Linked DNA regions of Capra hircus: region 2 is linked to region 1. Evidence: chromatin contacts called from public Hi-C data. All regions are on one chromosome and are shown on one strand. The core of a region is the stretch at or near the end of the contact, and the rest is flanking DNA. Distances in the headings are between cores, read along the strand shown. Region 1 holds the start of GRB2 (growth factor receptor-bound protein 2). Region 2 overlaps GRB2 (growth factor receptor-bound protein 2).

Evidence for each region. A called contact is a pair of places that touch in the nucleus more often than the background predicts.
Region 2: a contact with region 1 is called in a Hi-C map of blood, with 4 times the contacts expected there. The contact joins the enhancer-like site here to the promoter of GRB2 in region 1. A contact is called at or near these places in 4 of 5 Hi-C or Micro-C datasets (blood and liver).

Annotation. Positions count from the first base shown.
Region 1 is chr19:55,340,412-55,345,525 of ARS1.2, reverse strand. GRB2 (growth factor receptor-bound protein 2) reads right to left here and starts at 2,380. Exons shown (of 6, transcript XM_018063823.1): 1 at 2,167-2,380. It also overlaps the pseudogene LOC102174336.
Region 2 is chr19:55,400,689-55,405,802 of ARS1.2, reverse strand. GRB2 (growth factor receptor-bound protein 2) reads right to left here. Exons shown (of 6, transcript XM_018063823.1): 4 at 2,492-2,614. Among named protein-coding and RNA genes, the nearest start is that of SLC25A19, 30 kb to the left of the region's middle. Within about 2 kb of position 2,637, at least 3 of the 5 cell types and tissues checked have an H3K27ac peak or open chromatin away from gene starts, as enhancers often do.

The DNA of each region.
Region 1 (5,114 bases), core at 1,131-3,630:
CAAACTTTGTATCTCAGACCGTGCACTACCATGTCTTTGCAGAGTGAAAACATATTCACTTGGCACAACTGGGAAAAAGCCAACTTTAACAAACAGAACCAAAGACTCTCAGTGGAATTCAAGACTGCCAGAAAGTTCTTCTGAATTAAGGAAGTAACTATTAGTTTCTCTCAGGATGGACAAGATGGGTCTCTACTCCATATTACTTCATTTCTCCAAAATCTACTACTCTTCTAAGTAACAACTAGAGCTGTTGCTGTACAACATGCAACATGATAACAGGAATCATGCAGAAAAATCTCTAAGTACCACTGACTAGTAGTATTTAAAACCTAGCAGTCCCTCAAATCTGTATACACTGGCTGAGTAAGTAAACTGCCTCAAGCATTTCAGTGCCTGCTTTTAGTATCAAAGAAAGTTGATTACAAGAATTAACCTTTTTTAATTTTGGGATTCAGAAAATTCTCAACAAAGGAAGGAGTAACAGAACAAAGTTATTTCTTTCTGCAAAAAACAACAACAACAACAACAAAGAAGGCTGATTATAACAGATGCAGGAAAAGATGCCTGGTCTCAGAAGCCTGGTAAGGAACAGATTAGCACTATTACCACCAACAGGCTTTTACTTAATTCATCAATGGTCTAAATAAGTTTTATTTCCTTAAATATATCAGGCTATCTTAATTCTACTGTAATACAGGGCTATCGCTGGTTTTCGCTTTGAACATTCATCACCCCCACTAAAAGCCAATATAAGCCCCAAAGTGACCCAATCTCCTTCAGTAACAGAGACATAGGAAGAGAAGCGTGAACAGGCAGAAAACCGTGACCTAAACACGAAGAAAACAAATAAAACACAAAAGCACAATCAAGCTACACTTAGGGCCTAGTGGCAGTATTGATTACTTAAGGCTGAATTCAATCCTTCGCACCTCCCAGTTCCCAGGGAGGAGAACTTAAGTCTCGGACGGCTCTCTAGCAACCCTTCTGGCTGGCTGCAGGAACACAGTGAACGCTCAAAACTAAAGGATAAAGCAAGAAAGAGGGCATCTTCCCGGCAGAGACACGGGATCTTTAAATGAGGGAGAAAACAAATTATGCCAAAGACCGAAACCTCAAAAAACTGTACCAGAGAGGGGACAATAACGAGGAAAGGGAAGTAGATAAGAAAAAAACGGGGGGGAGGGGGCAAGTGACTTGTATTATACAAGTAAGCATTTAGTGTCCGCAGTGGAAAGAGAAATAGAACGAGACAACGGGGTAGCAGGGAAGCGAAAGAGGCACTAGAAAGCCAAGGAGACACGCTAATTTCTCTCACACGTCTTTCTCGCTGTTTCCGAGAATCAACAGTACCCAAAGACAGACTTCGAGGGCACCTGGGCTCCCCTGCAAATTATACTGTTACTGTACGTGAAGCCAACCTTGACATAACTCCCTAAATAAGCTGTAACTCACAGGGCTTACCATCAGATACACGGAGAGCGCTGCAAAATGAAAAACACCAGGGATTCCCTCCCATCTCTCCTCGAGGCATTCCAGTGAACCGCTGCTTATTTTTCTTGACAAATGTATTTTTCAAAGAGTAGTCCCCCACAAAACAAAACAAAACGCGACAGAAACAAAGCCACTTCGACTAGCTCCGGTAGCAAACGTCCTCGCTCACAGGATTTAATAGGAGTGGTGGGTTTTCTCCCAAAATTCGGCCCCCAAACACCCGGAGATGGTGACGTGGTGGCCGAGCAGGTTGAAGAAGCATCAATTACCACATTCGCAACCGCCGCGAACCCCCCGCCTCCCGGTGCCGAGTCAGACTGACTCACGGAATGAGCGCCCGGTGCTCTGGGGCTTCTTCTCCCCGGGCCCCTGCGGCGCAAAACCCTCAAGGAAAAGGCGTGAAATTCAATTAGGAACCCACCCACCCCGTCCTCCAGCGCCGCGGTCTGGGGCTCTGTCCAGGGTCAGGGGAGGAACGGTGCCCAGGAAGGAAGCGCCCCAAAAGGGGAAACGTGGAGCTCCGAGCCCGGGGGTTCCACTCTCCCGACCTCCAGGCCCAGCAGCCCCCGGTTCGCCAGGCCCGGGCCACCCCTCCACCCCGGGCCAACTCCCGCTACCGAAGCGGGGAGGACGGGGCACCGAGGCAGCGGCGCCGCCACCGGCCGCGCTCACCGTGGCGCAGCTGCTCGGCTTCTGGCCCGGCCGGCCCCTCTTCAGCAGTGCGAGCAGCTGCCGACCCCGCTGCGGCTCCCAGAGGGCAGCGCCTGTCCCCGCCGCCGTTACCGCCACAATCCTCCCCGTCGTCGTCGTCGCCGCCGCCGCCGCCGTCCGGTAGCCGAAGCAGCACAGCCGCCTAGCTTCCGCTCCTCCTCGGGGTCCCGCGAGAACTTGCGCGCGCGGCCCCGCCCCGCCCCGCCCCACCCCCGCGAGACTTCCCCCGGCGGAAAAGGCCCAGAGCGCAAGCGCCCCACCCCGCCAGGCCCCGGCAGGTAGACCGGCGACGGGCCGGGGCGCAGGCGCCGGGCCGCCCCGCAGCAGGTGGCACCGGCCGGGCTCCACCCACCCCGGTCTTTGGAACCCTTTCGGTGCCAGAGCGGGTAAATTACCGCTCACTATGATTCTCCTCCACGTCCTAATCGCTTCCTTTCCCCTTCCACCAAACCGAGGCAATTTGGCTGGGATTGAGGGGTGGGGGGGAGGTGAGGAGGAAGGAATCTCCAGCCTGAAGCACTCCAAATAGAGGACCAGGTCTTGAAATATTTGAGAATTTGGTCCGAACAGATTCTCCAGTATGCTTGAGCTTCGCTGCTGGCTCAGCTGGTAAAGACTCCGCCCGGAATGCGGGAGACCAGGGTTCGATCCCTGGGTTGGGAAGATCTCCTGGAGAAGGGGAAAAAGCTACTCACTCCAGTATTCTGGCCTGGAGAATTCCATGGAAGATTCAGACACGACTGAGCGACTTTCACTTCACATCAAACTCTGCAGTATGAGATGAATTAACCTATTCGTTCATCCGTTGAATCAAGTGCTTAATACAGGCTAAGCACAGTGCTAACTATAGAAGGTACAACAATGAACAGAAATCCTCGCCCTCAAGGAATTCAGGGTCTAGAGGCGTGGAAGAAAAAGAAACAGAAACAAATAATACCACAAATACTGTTAGAATTATTTGGAGTAACGCTGAGGAAGCTAAAAAGATGGGAGAGAGGGGTTGCTACTTTGCCCATCTCAGAAAAGCCTTCCCAGAGAAGGTGATGACTGAGCCGGGTCTTGCAGGATGTGTAGGAGTTCGCCAGAGAAGCCAAGGTAAGGGCATTCCAGGCAAAGAGACCAGCATGCACGTACGAAGGAGCGGAGGCGTGAGAGTCGTGTTCCCTGCAATGCTAGCGAGTTCAGTTCATAACCGGGGAGTGGCAGAAGATCAGGCTTGGAGGAGTAACTCTTCTTTTTCAGTTCCAAAAGCTCCTTGCAGTTAAAGGAGAGAACAGAGCATCCAATGGTAATGTGCTTCCAGGAAGCCAAAAAAATAGCTAGAGGTGAGAATAACCTAAAGTCTGATCCTATAGAGAAAACAAGCCCACTGAAATGATGAGAATAAATTGTTCTTTCACTCAGTATTTGTTGAGCATCAGCTGCATGCCAGGCACTATGCAGGGTGATAGATGAACCTGACAAAGCCTCTGCTTTCAGCAGTTTGTCTTCTAGAAGAGAGTTGCCTAGTCTGCAAGGCAAAACAGTTGGTCCTGAGGGCCACTGAACTACATACAGGACTGCAGAGGAGGGAGCCAGTTACTTGGTGCTCTGGTAGTCAGGGAGGACTTGGTGTCTGAATTGCAACATGAAAGCAAGGAGGAAAGAGTGATGAAATCAGCCAATATTTCAGATTGACCAGAGTTTAGGATTTAGGGGGAGGATAATTTGGAAAACTCAGCAGTGGCCACAGGATTGGAAAAGGTCAGTTTTCATTCCAATCCCAAAGAAAGGCAATGCAAAAGAATGCTCAAACTACTGCACAATTGCACTCATCTCACATGCTAGTAAAGTAATGCTCAAAATTCTCCAAGCCAGGCTTCAGCAATACGTGAACCTCGAACTTCCTGATGTTCAAGCTGGTTTTAGAAAAGGCAGAGGAACCAGAGATCAAATTGCCAACATCCGCTGGATCATGGAAAAAGCAAGAGAGTTCCAGAAAAACATCTATTTCTGCTTTATTGACTATGCCAAAGCCTTTGACTGTGTGGATCACAATAAACTGTGGAAAATTCTGAAAGAGATGGGAATACCAGACCACCTGACCTGCCTCTTGAGAAATCCGTATGCAGGTCAGGAAGCAACAGTTAGAACTGGACATGGAACAACAGACTGGTTCCGAATAGGAAAAGGAGTACGTCAAGGCTGTATATTGTCACCCTGCTTGTTTAACTTCTATGCAGAGTACATCATGAGAAACGCTAGGGTGGAAGAAACACAAGCTGGAATCAAGATTGCTGGGAGAAATATCAATAACCTCAGATATGCAGATGACGCCACCCTTATGGCAGAAAGTGAAGAGGATCTAAAAAGCCTCTTGATGAAAGTGAAAGAGGAGAGTGAAAAAGTTGGCTTAAAGCTCAACATTCAGAAAACAAAGATCATGACATCCGGTCCCATCACTTCATGGGAAATAGATGTGGAAACACAGTCAGACTTTATTTTGGGGGGCTCCAAAATCACTGCAGATGGTGATTGCAGCCATGAAATTAAAAGACGCTTACTCCTTAGAAGAAAAGTTATGACCAACCTAGATAGCAAATTGAAAAGCAGAGACATTACTTTGCCGACTAAGGTCTGTCTAGTCAAGGCTATGGTTTTTCCTGTGATCATGTATGGATGTGAGAGTTGGACTGTGAAGAAGGCTGAGCGCCGAAGAATTGATGCTTTTGAACTGTGGTGTTGGAGAAGACTCTTGAGAGTCCCTTGGACTGCAAGGAGATCCAACCAGTCCATTCTGAAGGAGATCAGCCCTGGGATTTCTTTGGAAGGAATGATGCTAAAGCTGAAACTCCAGTACTTTGGCCACCTCATGCGAAGAGCTGACTCATTGGAAAAGACTTTGATGCTGGGAGGGAATGGGGGCAGGA
Region 2 (5,114 bases), core at 1,388-3,887, 60 kb before region 1:
TCCTATAACTGGGGAGAATTTAAAGTTGTGTTTTCATAATCAGGGATTTTAGTTCTACACACACTGAAAAGGTCTCAGAAGAAAAGGACATGTAGGGACAATAAATAAAGGCCCAGGCACCTCCTCACCCCCCAAAGGCTTCTCTACCACCTGGAGAAATGACAAGTGGTTTCTCTACAATGGCCCAGAAAAACAGCATGACCTGGTTGAGTGGGAATGGCCCACCACCATCATGCTCTCTGCCTTGAACATCAGCTCAAGCAAGGGCCCACCTGTCCTGCTCTCTGCTGAGTCCTCAAGGTCCCCACTGGCATCCAAAGATGCTCTATGAACATCTGTTAAATGAACAAATGGGAGCCTCGTCCTCCCATCATCCATGTTAAAGTGAAACTACTTCTTAAAACCAGCCCAGCAGGTGGCAGCACTGAGCTTGAAGGCAGTCACAGTACAGGCGCAAAGAGCTTAGAAACTGCACTGCTAGTTCATGAGAAAAAAGGTGGATGAGCAAGAAAGCTTTACTGAAGAAGGACATATTTAAATGGCACTTCTGGGCTCAGGGAAGCCCTCTACTGCTGTGCATAGCACGTGGCTTCTGAAAGGGGTACAGGGTCCCTGATGGGGTGAGCTGTTAACGACAGCAGTCTTTCCACCACAGATGCCCAACACCTTGAAAACTTGAGGCTATGGATTCTTGAACCTCCTTGGCTCAGGAGCTTGTGTTATTAAGAGGTGGTTACGACACCTGTTTCAAATTTTATTTCTAAAGCAAGGAAAACATGAGCTCTTTAAAGATTTTATTTGATAAAAAAGGGAGCTTTCCAGCAGCCACCTGGCGAGTATGGGCAGGGATCACGGTCATCAGACAACCAAACGTGAACAGCCAGGGGCTTGTGGGCACCAGTCAAGGATTAACTGCCTGTACCTCGTCTTCCACAGTTGGGTTTATCCTTGGGTCTGTGTAAGGCGTAAGGAAGAGAAGGAAACGCAAGTTAATAAGAAGCATAAAAACCCTGCCAGCTCAAGGTGCTTCTCGCCCACCAGATGCTCGTTTGCATGCGTGTAGTCAGGCGCGTCAGAAAGCCACTGTTCTGCGCGTGTGGGAGTGAGGGGCACACGGGAAGCCTCTGCACCTTCCACTCAACTTTGCAGTGAACATAAACTCTGCTCTTTAGAAAAGTAAAGCCTATAAGAAGAAAAAAGAAAAGCCACTGCTAGAAGAGGAAAGCTGATCATTAGAGGGCTTGATTTTTTTCATGATGGGACTAAAACCAAACTATACTGGAAATGTAGCTGAGAATACTGAAAACGTTACCTGAAACCACCTCCCACATCTTCACAGAGAAAAGGAACACAAAAATTTTTCGATTTAAACCTACAGTAAAAAAAACCCCCAACACTTTAACCGCACATTTGGTCCTAAAATGAAACAAGATATTGAGTTGATTTCTGAAACTGAAAAATCTTGATATCATTCGTAAATGGCAAATAAACTGTTTTACAGTCTTCATTTTTAATGTATATTAAAGTGACCTGAGTTTTAATTTAATCAGCCCCTCATCACATAAACGATGAGGTCATCAGTAAGATTTCTGGGGTGGGGGTGGGGTCAGGGCAGGTTTCCTGTATGTGAACTAGAAATGGACAGAGTCAAAACACATATGGAAAGGACAACTGGAGTCAAAACCCTTGTGTCGTGGGTGGGGAGTGATTAGCTTAGAATTCTCAAAGTTCCAGTTTATATTCTCCATGATCCCCACAGTGGTATGACTCCCTGCCTTTCCCCACTGCCTATCAGCTCCCTTCCACATTTAAATTTACCCCTGGGAAAAGCAAAAAGCCCCCAAACTCCTGTGGTCGACTTTTGCTGATGCTGGCAGCCTTTGGCTGGACACCTGGAAAAGGTGCACGAGGCAGCTGACCTGATGACCAGCTGCTGTCAGAGAGGGTGGCGGGGAGCACTGCGGGCTGATGGGGACAGGGAGCAGTAACAAGTGCTTCCTCTCTGACGCTCAGCTGCTCGGCCACTGCTGCTGCTAAGTCGCTTCAGTTGTGTCCGACTCTGTGCAACCCCATAGACGGCAGCCCACCAGGCTCCCCCGTCCCTGGGATTCTCCAGGCAAGAACAATGGAGTGGGTTGCCACTGCCTTCTCCAATGCATGAAAGTGAAAAGTGAAAGTGAAGTCGCTCAGTCATGTCCGACTCTTTGCGACCCCATGGACTGCAGCCCACCAGGCTCCTCTGCCCATGGGATTTTCCAGGCAGGAGTACTCCACACGGGCACCTAAATCTAGTGCTGCGAGAGACAACTTTTAAGAGGAGCCAGAGATGAGGATTTTAATATACAGTTTTCCGATTTAAAACAGGCTGTTTAGACGAAACCTCTCCTAGGTTGCCACCTTCAGTGTGTGGAGCCAGACACCTGGCCCCTGGCTTCACAATGTCCATCAGCTGGAGACAGGATTCCAGGCAGTCAGAGCAGGAAATACTTACTTGACGGAGAGGGAGAAATCCCCAGGAGCACTCTCGCTCTCTCGGATAAGAAAGGCCCCATCATGCCGCTGTTTGCTGAGCATTTCTTCTGCTTTGGCTCTGGGGATTTTGCCAAAAAACCACCTAAGGAAGGAAGGCAAGCCAGTCAACATCTGCTTCCCCACAAAGAAACGGGATGTCCAGCCTCCCAAACGTAACAGCACACTCCTCGCCAGGGGAAGGGCCTCCCTCTCAGCCCTCCTGTCAGCACACGCCCATCCCGGCTTGCGAGGGGTACTGTCTCCTCCCTTCCCCACTCTCCAGAAAGTGACTCATAAGACATGATCGTGGGCCACTCTCTACAGAGGAAGACACTTAAAGATGGGCCTCCTGAGCCAAAGTGCAGTGGGCCCCTGGCTGACTCATCAGCAAGGCACCGGGGGAAAGCCCAGATCTATTGATTGGAGCATAGAATGAACCACTTAAGGTGAGACAGGCCTTCCTGCAGCCTCTACAGTGGGATGAAGAGAAGGCGGGGCAGGAAAGCTGGGAGGCCCAGAAGCTGGGCCACTTCTAAGGGTACCAAGGGGAGAGGCTCGGGCTGGGAGGGAGCAGCCCCGGCAGGCAGCTGTGGCTGATGCTCCTTTCAAGGCCTCTTTCTGCTGTCACGGCTCAGAGGTTGGTTTTCAGGAACCACCAGGAATGCTATGGTCTACCCGGTACAGAGCTAGCTCGTTGCATTTGGAGCAAGTTACAGTCTCCTCTCCCAGTGCTGATTCACTGGGGTCACAAGAAAAAGTGGGTGAAGTCATGGAAAAGGGCAGGAGTGGCTGGGGCGGGCAGGAGGAAGAGAAGAAATCTCTGAAACAGCTTCAGGTCACAGGCGCCTCACTTCTCACAGGAAAGCCACAACGAATTAGGACAGATGACTGTGAAAACAGGGTTCTCTCTGCAGAGCTGTCTTTACTGTTGTTATTTAAAAAAAAGCAACTGACACCACTTGTAGCTGATAAGGACCTATTCGCTTCATCTGACTAACATGCATTAAATGTGCAAGCTAGAATAACACAGGCAGCGAAGGGTCCTTTAAAGTTATCCATCTAACGTATATCTATCTTACTTATAAGCGATTGCATGCAAGATGTCTCTGAAATAACTGTCATTACTGTTCAGTCGCTAAGTCACGCCTGACTGTGCAACCCCATGGACTACAGCACGCCAGGCTTCCTTGTCTGCCACTATCTGCCGGAGTCTGCTCAAGTTCATGTCCATTGAGCTGGCGATGCTATTTAACCACCTCATCCTCTGCCGTCCTCTTCTCCTTGTGCCTTCAATCTGAAATAATACACTCTGCTAAAATTCAAAGAGAACGATGGGGGCTGCTGGGAAGGGTGCATTCAGAAGCTGCCACTAGTGACTTTAAACAGGCCAGAAATCTGCAGCCCTGTGTCTACCTCATTGGAGGCAACGCACTGCCAAGCTGCTGGAGAGCTGGTACCTCCTATCTTCCTGTGCCTACAAAGAACTCGAGGGTGAGTCCTCCAGTGCCTGGAAGGAAGGCCACACCAGAGAAATCAGGCAGCCAAACAGCAGAATGACGGCCAGCCAGGAAAGGACAGCTCCCAGTGCTGCGCCCTTGTAGGTACTTTCTGGTTTGGTCTGTGCTCTTGGGTAGGCAGCGCACATGCCCTCGGCAGTCCTTGGGCTAAGAGGCAGGCGGAGTGAAGCTTAACTCTTTCTTCATAGACTGCCAGCCATCTTCCCACCAGGCAGGCATTTTCCTTTCTGTCTTCCTTTTTTAAGGTATAAGTAATGGATCTAAATTAAAGTAGCTTAGATGTGCGTGAAATAAAAATAAAAAGCAAGACTTTTCTCCCAAACTCCCCAGAGGCAGTGATTGCTGGCAGGTAGGTGTGTGTGTGTGTTTAGACCTTCCCCTTATGGTGCACGGTGATACAGATACAGAGGAAGTATTTTTTTGCTCCCAGCTTGAAAGTAACTAATTTTTATTTTCAACTTGGAAAAAAAAAGCTGTAGTGATGCAAAGTACTGATTGGAATTTTTACAAAGTAAACACACCCTTATTATAAGTACCCCGACTGAAAGATAGAAAATTAGTTGGGGAGTCTGGTGTCTGCTCCTATTTTCACTAAACACCCCCACAACCTCCACCAAGAGAAAGGATGTCTTATAATAGAAGGGATATGATTCTACGTGAGGAACAGCTGTCACTCTCAGTTAAAACATTTAATACTATGTACACTTCCTTAGGATTTCACATTATTTATAACTAACTTCTTTCAATGGTGATATCTGGGCTTTCCAGGTGGCTCAGTGGTAAAGAATTCATTTGCCAATGCAAGACACACACACAGGAGACTCGGGTTCAATCCCTGGATCAGGAAGATCCCCTGGAGGAGGAAATGGCAACTCACTCCAGTATTCTCGCCTGAAAAATTCCATGGACTGAGGAGCCTGGAGGGCTACAGTCCATGGGTCACAAAGAATCGGACATGACTGAGCGTGCATGCAATGAAAGGTGATATTTCTGTGGAATTATATGGCTATGGTCAAACTGTTTAAACTTTTTTAAGAATATGGGTTTATGCTATAATACCATGGGAAGAAGCAGCTTATTTCCAAT